Regions from separate parts of the Mus musculus genome. Here region 1 is linked to region 2. The links are chromatin contacts, called in public promoter capture Hi-C maps. All regions are on one chromosome and are shown on one strand. The core of a region is the stretch at or near the end of the contact, and the rest is flanking DNA. Distances in the headings are between cores, read along the strand shown. Region 1 holds the start of Sync (syncoilin). Region 2 overlaps S100pbp (S100P binding protein).

Region 1 (4,695 bases), core at 1,897-4,396, 130 kb after region 2:
CTGGAGTGTCTGAAGACAGCTACAATGTACTTACATATAATAAATAAATAAATCTTAAAAAAAAAAAAAAACAAACCAAAACTGACCAAGCCAGCCCAGTCAGTCAACAGGTTCTCCAGCGCAGGAGTGAGGATTAAAAAGAAAAAAGACAATTAGACAACATTGTAGCATGACCCCAGCCAGTTCTGAGGCTGAGGCAGGTTTAGCTTTTCCCAATCTGCTTTTATACCATTTAATTATATGCAAGTATTAAGGGCAAGCAGTACAATAAGGAATTAGCAAGGCAGTAAGCAAAGTCCCTTGATGTCTCCCAAGACAGCTGTTTCCAAGGGCTTGTCAGAATGACCAAAATACCTGAGCCCACATCCTTGTCCAAGCCCCAAATCAGATTCTTGCCTGAAGCCTACTTCTTTTGTTCCACCCTAAGATTAAGATTCCTGCAAGAATTTGTTTCCCTGTTCTAGCCTAAAATTAGATTCCTACCTGAGCTTACTTCCTCGTCATGGCATAAGGTCAGATTCCTGCCCGAAGCCCATTTCCTTGTCATTGGCCAATGTCAAATTCTTCCAAGCTGCCCCCAAAGGCTCTCTACACAAAACAAAGCAAATGAACACACTGAGTTGGGTTGGTTGGTTGTTTGTTTTTTGGAAACAAGGTTCCTCTGTATAGCCCTGGCTGTCCTGGAACTCACTTTGTAGATCAGGCTGGCCTCAAACTCAGAAATCTGCCTGCCTCTGTCTCCCAAGTGCTGGGATTAAAGGCGTGTGCCTCCATGCCCGGTTGGGTTGTTTGTTTTGTTTTTGAGATCTATCTTTCTTTCTTTCTTTCTTTCTTTCTTTCTTTCTTTCTTTCTCTCTCTCTCTCTCTCTCTCTCTCTCTCTCTCTCTCTCTCTCTCTCTCTCTCTCCCTCCCTCCCTCCCTCCCTCCCTCCCTCTTTCTTTCTTTCTTTCTTTCTTTCTTTCTTTCTTTCTTTCTTTCTTTCTTTCTTTCTTTCTTTCTTGATAGGGTTTCTCTGTGTAGCCCTGGCTGTCCTGGAACTCATTCTGTAGACCAGACTGGCCTCGAACTCAGAGATCTGCTTGCCTCTCCCTCCCTATGCTAGGATTAAAGGCTACCATGTCTGGCTTGAGATTCATTTTTCTTAATTATATGTTTGTATGTCTATGTGTGAGAGTACAGGGGCCTGAGGAGGCAAGAAGTGTGGTGTCCCTCTGGAACTGTAGTTACAGGCCATTGTGAGCTGCCTAGTGTAAGTCCTACAAGCCCTCACCCCTAACCGCTGGACCATCCATCATTCTAGTCCCAGATAAACCCTAGTGTTTCCCACTGTGCTACCTGCGGTGCAAAGGATAAGCAAGGTGATGGAGCAGTGGATATGTGAATCCTATGAGGGGTGCTCCTCTCAGGAGACCACATGGGAGCTGAGCTCTGAGGGACGGCAGAATCTGACATAGACAGCAGCAAGGACAAAGGTCCAAGCTTGAAGGGGTTTCTGGACTTAGTAGGGAATCGGTTTTTCACACTAAGGAGCTTAGTGGGAGCTGCCAGGAGTTAGAGATGTGGCCTTGGGGACATCCCTGCCAGCTCCTGGGCAAGGGGGCTGGGAGGGAAGAGGCAGCCAGCCCCTGTGACTACCACCCTTGCTGCCTGTTGCCTAGCACCTTGGGTAAACAGCAGGCTGGCAGGCCTTGCCCTTGCTCCCTTCCTTCTCTGTGACTGGCAACAGCTGTCCAGCAAGAAGCCCGGAGGTCTGCCAACATCCTCCCCTGGAATATTTCAGGGCTAAGTCAGAAAATGACCAGCTGCCTCCAAATCTCCTCTTCTATAGACCTTACATGGGTATATTGGGTTGCTCTGGGCTTTTGGATTCCTCCCTCTTGCAGTCTACAAAAAGATGCAAAAAACACAGCTCCGGGAGACACTCCCAGAGTGTGCACAGCCACAGCCACCCCTACCCCTCAGCTGCCACACTGGCACATGGCAGCCCAGTCAGGCATACAGTCACACATGGTTATACACCTGCTCCGTAGTCTGCAGCCAGCACCCACTTCCCCTCAGGATGATCACACCTGGCACAATCACCCTGCTCTCACATCATAGAGCTGCACTTCCACACGACCACCCAGGACCAGGACTGGAAGGAAGTCACACTGGGGATACAACCTTAGACCCATCTCTTGCTGCACACACAGAACCTTCGCCAGATGTTCCCAGCTGTGGGCACAAGGATCACAACGCACAAGCTACCCAGTCAACAACACCCGGGCATCAGTCCTCATTCGCCATCCCATAGGATGCTCTAAGATCTGATTAAACGGAGTACAGCCTTCTGGCCCTGGCCGCTAGGTGCACAGCATTCTTCTGCGATTGAATCAAAGCCCTCCTCCCTCCCTGACTCGGGGACTGAGTGGGAAAAAGTATTCAGAGAAAGAATGCCTGGGGCTCAGGTTTGGGAAGGGGTCCAGCAGCTCGTCCTGGGGGGAGGGGGAGGGTGCCTTCAGTGTGGAAGTCTAACTAGGACACCGGAGGGTCGAAGACTTAGGGGTGGGTGCGTGCCTTGAAACACAACAGAAGTGACTGAGCAGGAGCGACAAATCGACCTCTCAGAAGACCCCAAGAAACCTTCCAGGGCGAGGGGAAGAAACCTGAATTAAACAGACTCAACTTTATTGCCTTAAGCCGTTCTTCCTCAGCCGTGGCCCCCAGCTGTCCCCAGACGCATGGGGTGTGGCAGTTAACCACCCCCCCCCCTCTCCAGCAGGCGCCTTGCCCCACCCCCTCATGACAGCTGCAGGCCACCAAGAAGATGACCCGGCTCCAAGCCCTTGCGTGGGTGGGGATCGCAAGGCGCCGACACGAGGGGCGCTGGATCCCTCTGGGTACCCCACCAGTAAATCTTCCTCCCGCCTTCATTGAACTCGGGGGGCAGCTCCCCTGGGACCGAACAGCCCCCTCCTCTCCTCACCATGCAACCAGGGCCAGAAGGAAAGGTGGAGAGATGAAAGGAAGGTTCGCGAAGTGCCGCTGGGCCGCCCCCTCATCCCACCCCACCCCATCCCCTCCCACCCTCTCCCCGCCCCCAGGGCCGCGGGGCCCGCGCCCTCCTCCCGCGGGTAATCGTCCGGCCAAGTGGGCGCGTCCCGCCCGGGCCGCCGGGATCTGGTGTCCGCTGCAGCTGGCAGTGCGGCGGGCGCCGGCACCGGCACAATCGCCGACGGCGTTGGCTATTAATAACACTCCGGGCGAGCCCGGGGTCGCGCAGCCATGGCCAGCCCGGAACCCCTGCGCGGCGGGGACGGCGCCCGGGCCTCGAGGTAGGATCCTCTAGGGCTCGTGTCGCCGCCCAGTAGGACAGGGGGTGCTGGGTGGGCTCCCATCCCCGACCCGCGGCCCTTTTCCCTTGGCTGTGGGTAGTGGTCATGCCCGGGTGTGGCACGGGGCGGAGCCACCGGGGAAGGGAGATGGGAGGCCCTGGCTTGGGGACCTGACACCTCCGGGGGTCTGTGTCACTCCTTCCACAGGCTGAGTGCGATTAATCCTTTCAGGCTAGCAACCTGTCAAAATGTAGTTGGCCTAACTGACTAAAGAGTATAAGTTTTGGGTCTTTTTTTTTTTTTTAAAGTCTTATTTTTCCCGTTTCTTATTCACTTGTTAGCGGGGCTAGGGAGAAACCATTTGAGAATTCACTGCATTTGAGCCACTTGGTGCAGGGTTGGGCACCTGCCAGCTTGAAGTTGAGTCTGTTCGGTCAGCTCTCTCTCCCTGGTGTGGCTCAGGGTGGTGGCCTAGAGAGGCAGTTGTTCTCCTGGCCTAGCACTGGGCCCTGGCTGAGCCCAACAGCTGTCCACACTGGAACTTTACCACTGGGGATTGTGGAGTCATTTTGCCTCAGGTCACATTGTGGCCCAGGGACTTCCCAGTGTATCAAATTATGGGAATACTTCCTGGTAAACCCTGTTGTCACATGAGAAGACAACCCTAAGCTGGGTTCTTAACACATTTTGCCTGTATTCCCTACACACACACTAATAAGCTTGAAGCCAGGCACGAACCTTTGTTTGCATGACATGTAATACACACGTCCAAGTCACAGTCTGATGGACAGCATAAAGGAGTTGCCCAAGTCCTCTGGGACAGAGACAGAGTGGCAGAGGTGTTGAGGTCAGGGACCCCAGCTGGGCCCTGTCCCTCTCTTGCTTGGCCTCCTGTAATCTGCTTCTATGCCAGCTCAGTAGAGAGGCAGTTAGCCGAGGACAACCTCTGGTACCCAGGGTGGTGTGGCAGCCTGTAACTCAGGAGGCCTGGGTTCTATACCACAGACCTGCCACTTGACCTTGGGCACAACTTCCCCTGGAAGTTCAGTTGTTTTCTTCTTGCCTTCCAAGGGCCCCACAAGTAGCCCTGTCCTCAGGACATCCGCTCTCATCCAGTGGACAAACGTACCTGTATAACTTAAAGTCACTCCTCCTGATGATGAAACTGCATTCCATTCAGAATGTCCTGAAGACACAAGTTGGTATTGTTGGGATACGGTACCAAGGAGATGGAGTTGCAGCATGTTTAGACATTTGTTAAGTAAACAGATTTTTTAAAAAAATATTTCTTTTAGCCCTGGCCATCCTGGAAATCACTCTGTAGATCAGGCTGGCCTTTAACTCACTGAAATCCACCTGCTTCTGCCTCCCAAGTGCTGGG
Region 2 (4,253 bases), core at 1,458-3,957:
GTGTAGCTCTGGGATTTCCTATTCTAGCAATGCTCATACTGCTGGTCTAAGACTGCTCTTTTCCACAGCACTTTAAAAAAATGCAAGGATAAAGAAAACCAGGCTAGCCTTAAACTCAGAGATCCACTTGCCTCTGCCTCCCCAGTGCTTCACTTTTTGTTTTTCATTTTGGTAAATTTTGTTTTGTTTTTGGTAAGAGAAAAAGAACATGAAGTTAGGTGTGTAGGAAGTAGTAAATGGTAAGTATATAATCAAAATATACTGTATGAAAAAAACCAAAATTCTTTATATACACATATATACATAATTGCTTCCACATGTTTAACCATTTCCTAGAACAAGACAATGAATACAAACTGAAACTAAGGTAATTCCTGCTCAGTTCTAAGACAGCAAAGAGATTATCTTCCTAGGTTTTTTGTTTGTTTGTTTGTTTGGTTGGTTGGTTTGGTTTGGTTTGGTTTTTTGAGACAGGGTTTCTCTGTGTAGCCCTGGCTGTCCTGGAACTCACTATGTAGACCAGGCTAGCCTCAAACTCAGAACTCTGTCTGCCTCTGCCTCCCAAGTGCTGGGATTAAAGGCATGTGCCACCACGCCCGGCTATCTTCCTAGTTTTTAAACTTATTCCTATAACCAGTTATATAAATCTAAATAGAAAACTCAACTTAAAAGAGGTTTTGGGGATATTCCCCATCTTTCTGAAAAGTTGAACATTACTAATCACATCTAATCATATCTTTAGAAAGGAAAAGCAATGAGATACTACGCACTGAGCCAGGATCATTACTTTTCTTGTTTATCACAGGGCCTGACTATGTAGCTCTAGCGACCTGGAATTCCATAGGTAGACCAGACTGGCCTCATATTCACACAGATCTGTCTTTCTCTGCCTCCAGAGTGCTGGGATCAAAGGTATGTGTTACCACACACCTGGATTGGAGTAGTTTTTTGTTTGTTTGTTTGTTTTTGAGACAGGGTTCCTCTGTGTAGCCCTGACTGTCCTGGAACTCACTCTGTAGACCAGGCTGGCCTCGAACTCAGAAATCTGCCTGCCTCTGCCTCCCAAGTGCTGAGTTCAAAGGTGTGCGTTACCACACTATACCTGGCTGGATTAGTTTTTTAAAGATACTATACTGTATAGAGCTGAGCAACTGAGGCAGAGTGTGAGGTGCCAGTAGCCATGGGTCCTCCAGGCTATCCTGTTCCATCCATTTAGCTACACGAAGATGGGTTTTGTCATGGTTTGTTCCTTGAACATGGCAGGCTGGTGTACTCTGGCACCTTGGTAGCATTGGGTAGAAGGATGATGCAGAATGGCAGCATTTTGGGGACATTCATGACCATCAGAATAGGTATACAATGCTAATCAAGTCACAGACTGCCTACTTCCTGTGACATTCTGACACTTGTATTATAACAGAACAAAATTTTTACAAAATGGGTTGGCAAGATGGCTCAGCAGGTCAAGGCAGTTGCCACCATCCCTGCCAACCTAAGTTTAGTCCTCATAAAACAGAGGACAGAACCCACTCTAGCCAAGCTGTCCTCTTATTCTCACGCATGTATTGCCTCCCCACACACCCCTCTCTCTCACACACACACACAAAACACACACACACACACACACACACACACACACACACACAAACAGGACTGCTAAATACAACTATTTTGTTAAAAAAAAAAAGCCAGGTAGTCATAACCACTAATAATCCCAGTGCCAAGGAGGTAAGACGCAGGCAGATCGCTAGGGTTCACTGGCCTATCTTAATTTACAAGCTCCAGGCCAATGAGAAACCTTCAAACAAAAAACTAAGGTGGATGCCTCCTGAAGAATGAAACCTGAAGTTGTCCTCTGGGACATACAGACATAAACAGACACACCATGAGATACTTGTCTCATTAATAAGGCAGTGGCTATTACTAATAACTGCTTGTTTGAGACAGAGTTTCATCATGTAGCCCTGGCTGGCACGGAACACATTACATAGACCAGTCTGGCCTTGAACTCTGCCATCTTCTGACTCCTAAGTACAGGAATTAAGGGCATCCATCATCATGCCCAGCCTAAGCATTTCTTTTTAAATATAAATTATTACTTTCTTTCATTTATTGAGGCAGGGTCTTATTGTAGCCCAGGCTTAGAACTATCTTACTTCCCTCCCCCAAGTGAGAACTGTAGGCATGAGCCACTACACCTGATCTATCTTCTTAGGGACAGAATAAATCATTTTGCTTTAAAGATAAACTTTTTGGGGTTCTTCAAGTACTCCGTTGTAGGGAGCAAGTCCTCAGTGAAAGTGTTCTGGTGACTTGTCACAGTCATGTCAAGAGCCAAGGCCTCAGAACCATAGACTGGCAAAATTCTTCCTGGGGTGAGTGAGACTCAGAGGGATGGCAAAGCTTTCCTCTTGTCCAAGTGCCAATGTTGACAGTCTGTGCGGAAAATGGCCACTGTAGCTCCATCTCCCTGATGTTTATGGCCTGAAGATTACTTCCCTACTGAGATCTCTTCCTGGCTCAGTTGTATCCAATAACCTGGCCTCCTCCTTCACTGTATATAATAAACATGCTGAGCTTCCAAGGTGCGGCTGTTTCTCAGCTGGGAGTCCAATCCACCTGACCTTGGCTTTTTCTGTGCCTGTGTGTGTGTGTTAGTTTTTCATGCCGCTGCCTATTTAGGTCAATCTCTGGAGCTGTGCAGAGAATTCCATCAATGTATCCTCTCTGCAGGTGATGCCTTTGTTTTTGCTGGCCTTTGTATAGAGAGGCCATTAAAAGCCTGCATCCAGCACTTCAGAGGCAGAAGCAGGCAGATCTCTGAGTTTCAAGCCACCCAGGTATACAGAGTGAGTATTAGGACAACCAGGACTACACAATGAAACCCTGTCTCGAAAAAACAAGAGAGAGGAGAGGAAGAGAGGAGAAGAGGGGGAGGGGAGGGGAGGGGAGGGGAGGGGAGGGAGATGAAGGGAGGAGGGGGAGGGAGAGAGAATACTCAGTGCCAAAACCTCGTCCACCCAGAGTCATGGAGGTTTGGACTAGTCTTGGGCTTGCCTATTTCAGTGTGATATTGGGCATATATATGCACACAGCACATATACACATAAACACAATAAATAAATAATAATTTAAACATTCAGAAAAGAGCTGGGTGGTGGTGGCGCACGCCTTTAATCCCAGCACTTGGGAGGCAGAGGCAGGCGGATTTCTGAGTTTGAGGCCAGCCTGGTCTACAGAGTGAGTTCCAGGACAGCCAGGGCTACACAGAGAAAACCCTGTCTCGAAAAACAAACAAACAAAAAAATAATCAGAAAAATATATTGCCAAGGCAGGTGTGCTGACACACGCACGTGGGAGGCAGAGGTCTGTGAGTTTCAGGATAGACAGAGCTATAAAAGACTCAAGAATCTGAAAGGTGCTCCTACCATTTTTTTTTTAAATAAGATACTACAATGCCCAGCTAGAAGCTACTGAGGAAGCTAATGTAGAGGAATCCCTTGAACTCAGATGTGTTAGGCTTGCCTGGGCAATATTATACAAAGTATTAAAAAAAAAAAATCAAGGTCCAGAATTGTTAAGGAATTTGTCTAAGGTCACAGAGTTTCAACAATGTAATATTACCAGAGTTGAGTATCCTTGAAAGCAAGAATCTTATTATAGTATGTCTTACACATTCAGGCTGTACCTTAATACAGCACTGGGTAAAGAGGGTGCAACAATTTTGTTTCTGTCCATTCAACAAGAAATGGTGTTTCTTTTGGTTCTCCTGTAGGTTTTTTGTTTTGTTTTTTTTTTCCCCCCTGAGACAGCTCCTCTGTATAGCGCTGAAACTCATTTGGTACATCAAGCTGGCCTCAAACTCAGAAATCGACCTCCCTCTGCCTGCTTCTACCTCCCGGGTCCTGGAATCAAAGGTGTCTGCCACCACACTCTGCAAAAAGCTAATTCTTAGAGGCTGTGTGACACATGCCTTTATTTCCAACACTCAGGAGGATGGATATCTGCATTAGAGATGCAGTTAGGCCAGCCTTGTCTACAGAGCAAGTTCCAAGTCAGCCAGAACTAAACAGAGAAACCCTGTCTCCTAAAACCAGATTAATAAAACAAATAGAAAGATAGAACAAACTTGTTTCTAAGAGTAATTTTTATTAAGAAGATTTACTAATGTGGAGATGATGGTGACTAAAATTCACCAAGCATACATGCGCCGGGTGGGCTCTGTTTTATATCCATCACTGAAACTCTAACAA

The links. Promoter capture Hi-C pulls out the DNA fragments that hold promoters and counts their contacts.
Region 1: a promoter capture Hi-C map of embryonic stem cells shows a contact between it and region 2. The contact joins the promoter of Sync here to the enhancer-like site in region 2. A contact is called at or near these places in 14 of 39 promoter capture datasets (the 3T3-L1 cell line, 3T3-L1-derived adipocytes, the C10 cell line and 10 more), 2 of 15 datasets of contacts at CTCF or cohesin (the G1E-ER4 cell line and the NIH/3T3 cell line), 1 of 484 Hi-C or Micro-C datasets (embryonic stem cells), 3 of 115 datasets of contacts at active chromatin or transcription factors (embryonic stem cells and fibro-adipogenic progenitors) and 3 of 9 other capture datasets (adipose tissue, liver and pancreatic islet).

Annotation. Positions count from the first base shown.
Region 1 is chr4:129,284,475-129,289,169 of GRCm38.p6, forward strand. Sync (syncoilin) reads left to right here and starts at 3,147. Exons shown (of 5, transcript NM_023485.3): 1 at 3,147-3,314. The coding sequence starts at 3,265.
Region 2 is chr4:129,159,299-129,163,551 of GRCm38.p6, forward strand. The region is part of intron 5 of S100pbp (S100P binding protein); the gene reads right to left. Among named protein-coding and RNA genes, the nearest start is that of Fndc5, 24 kb to the left of the region's middle. Within about 2 kb of position 2,708, at least 13 of the 459 cell types and tissues checked have an H3K27ac peak or open chromatin away from gene starts, as enhancers often do. A contact at or near this core is called in embryonic stem cells and pancreatic islet, where this site is marked.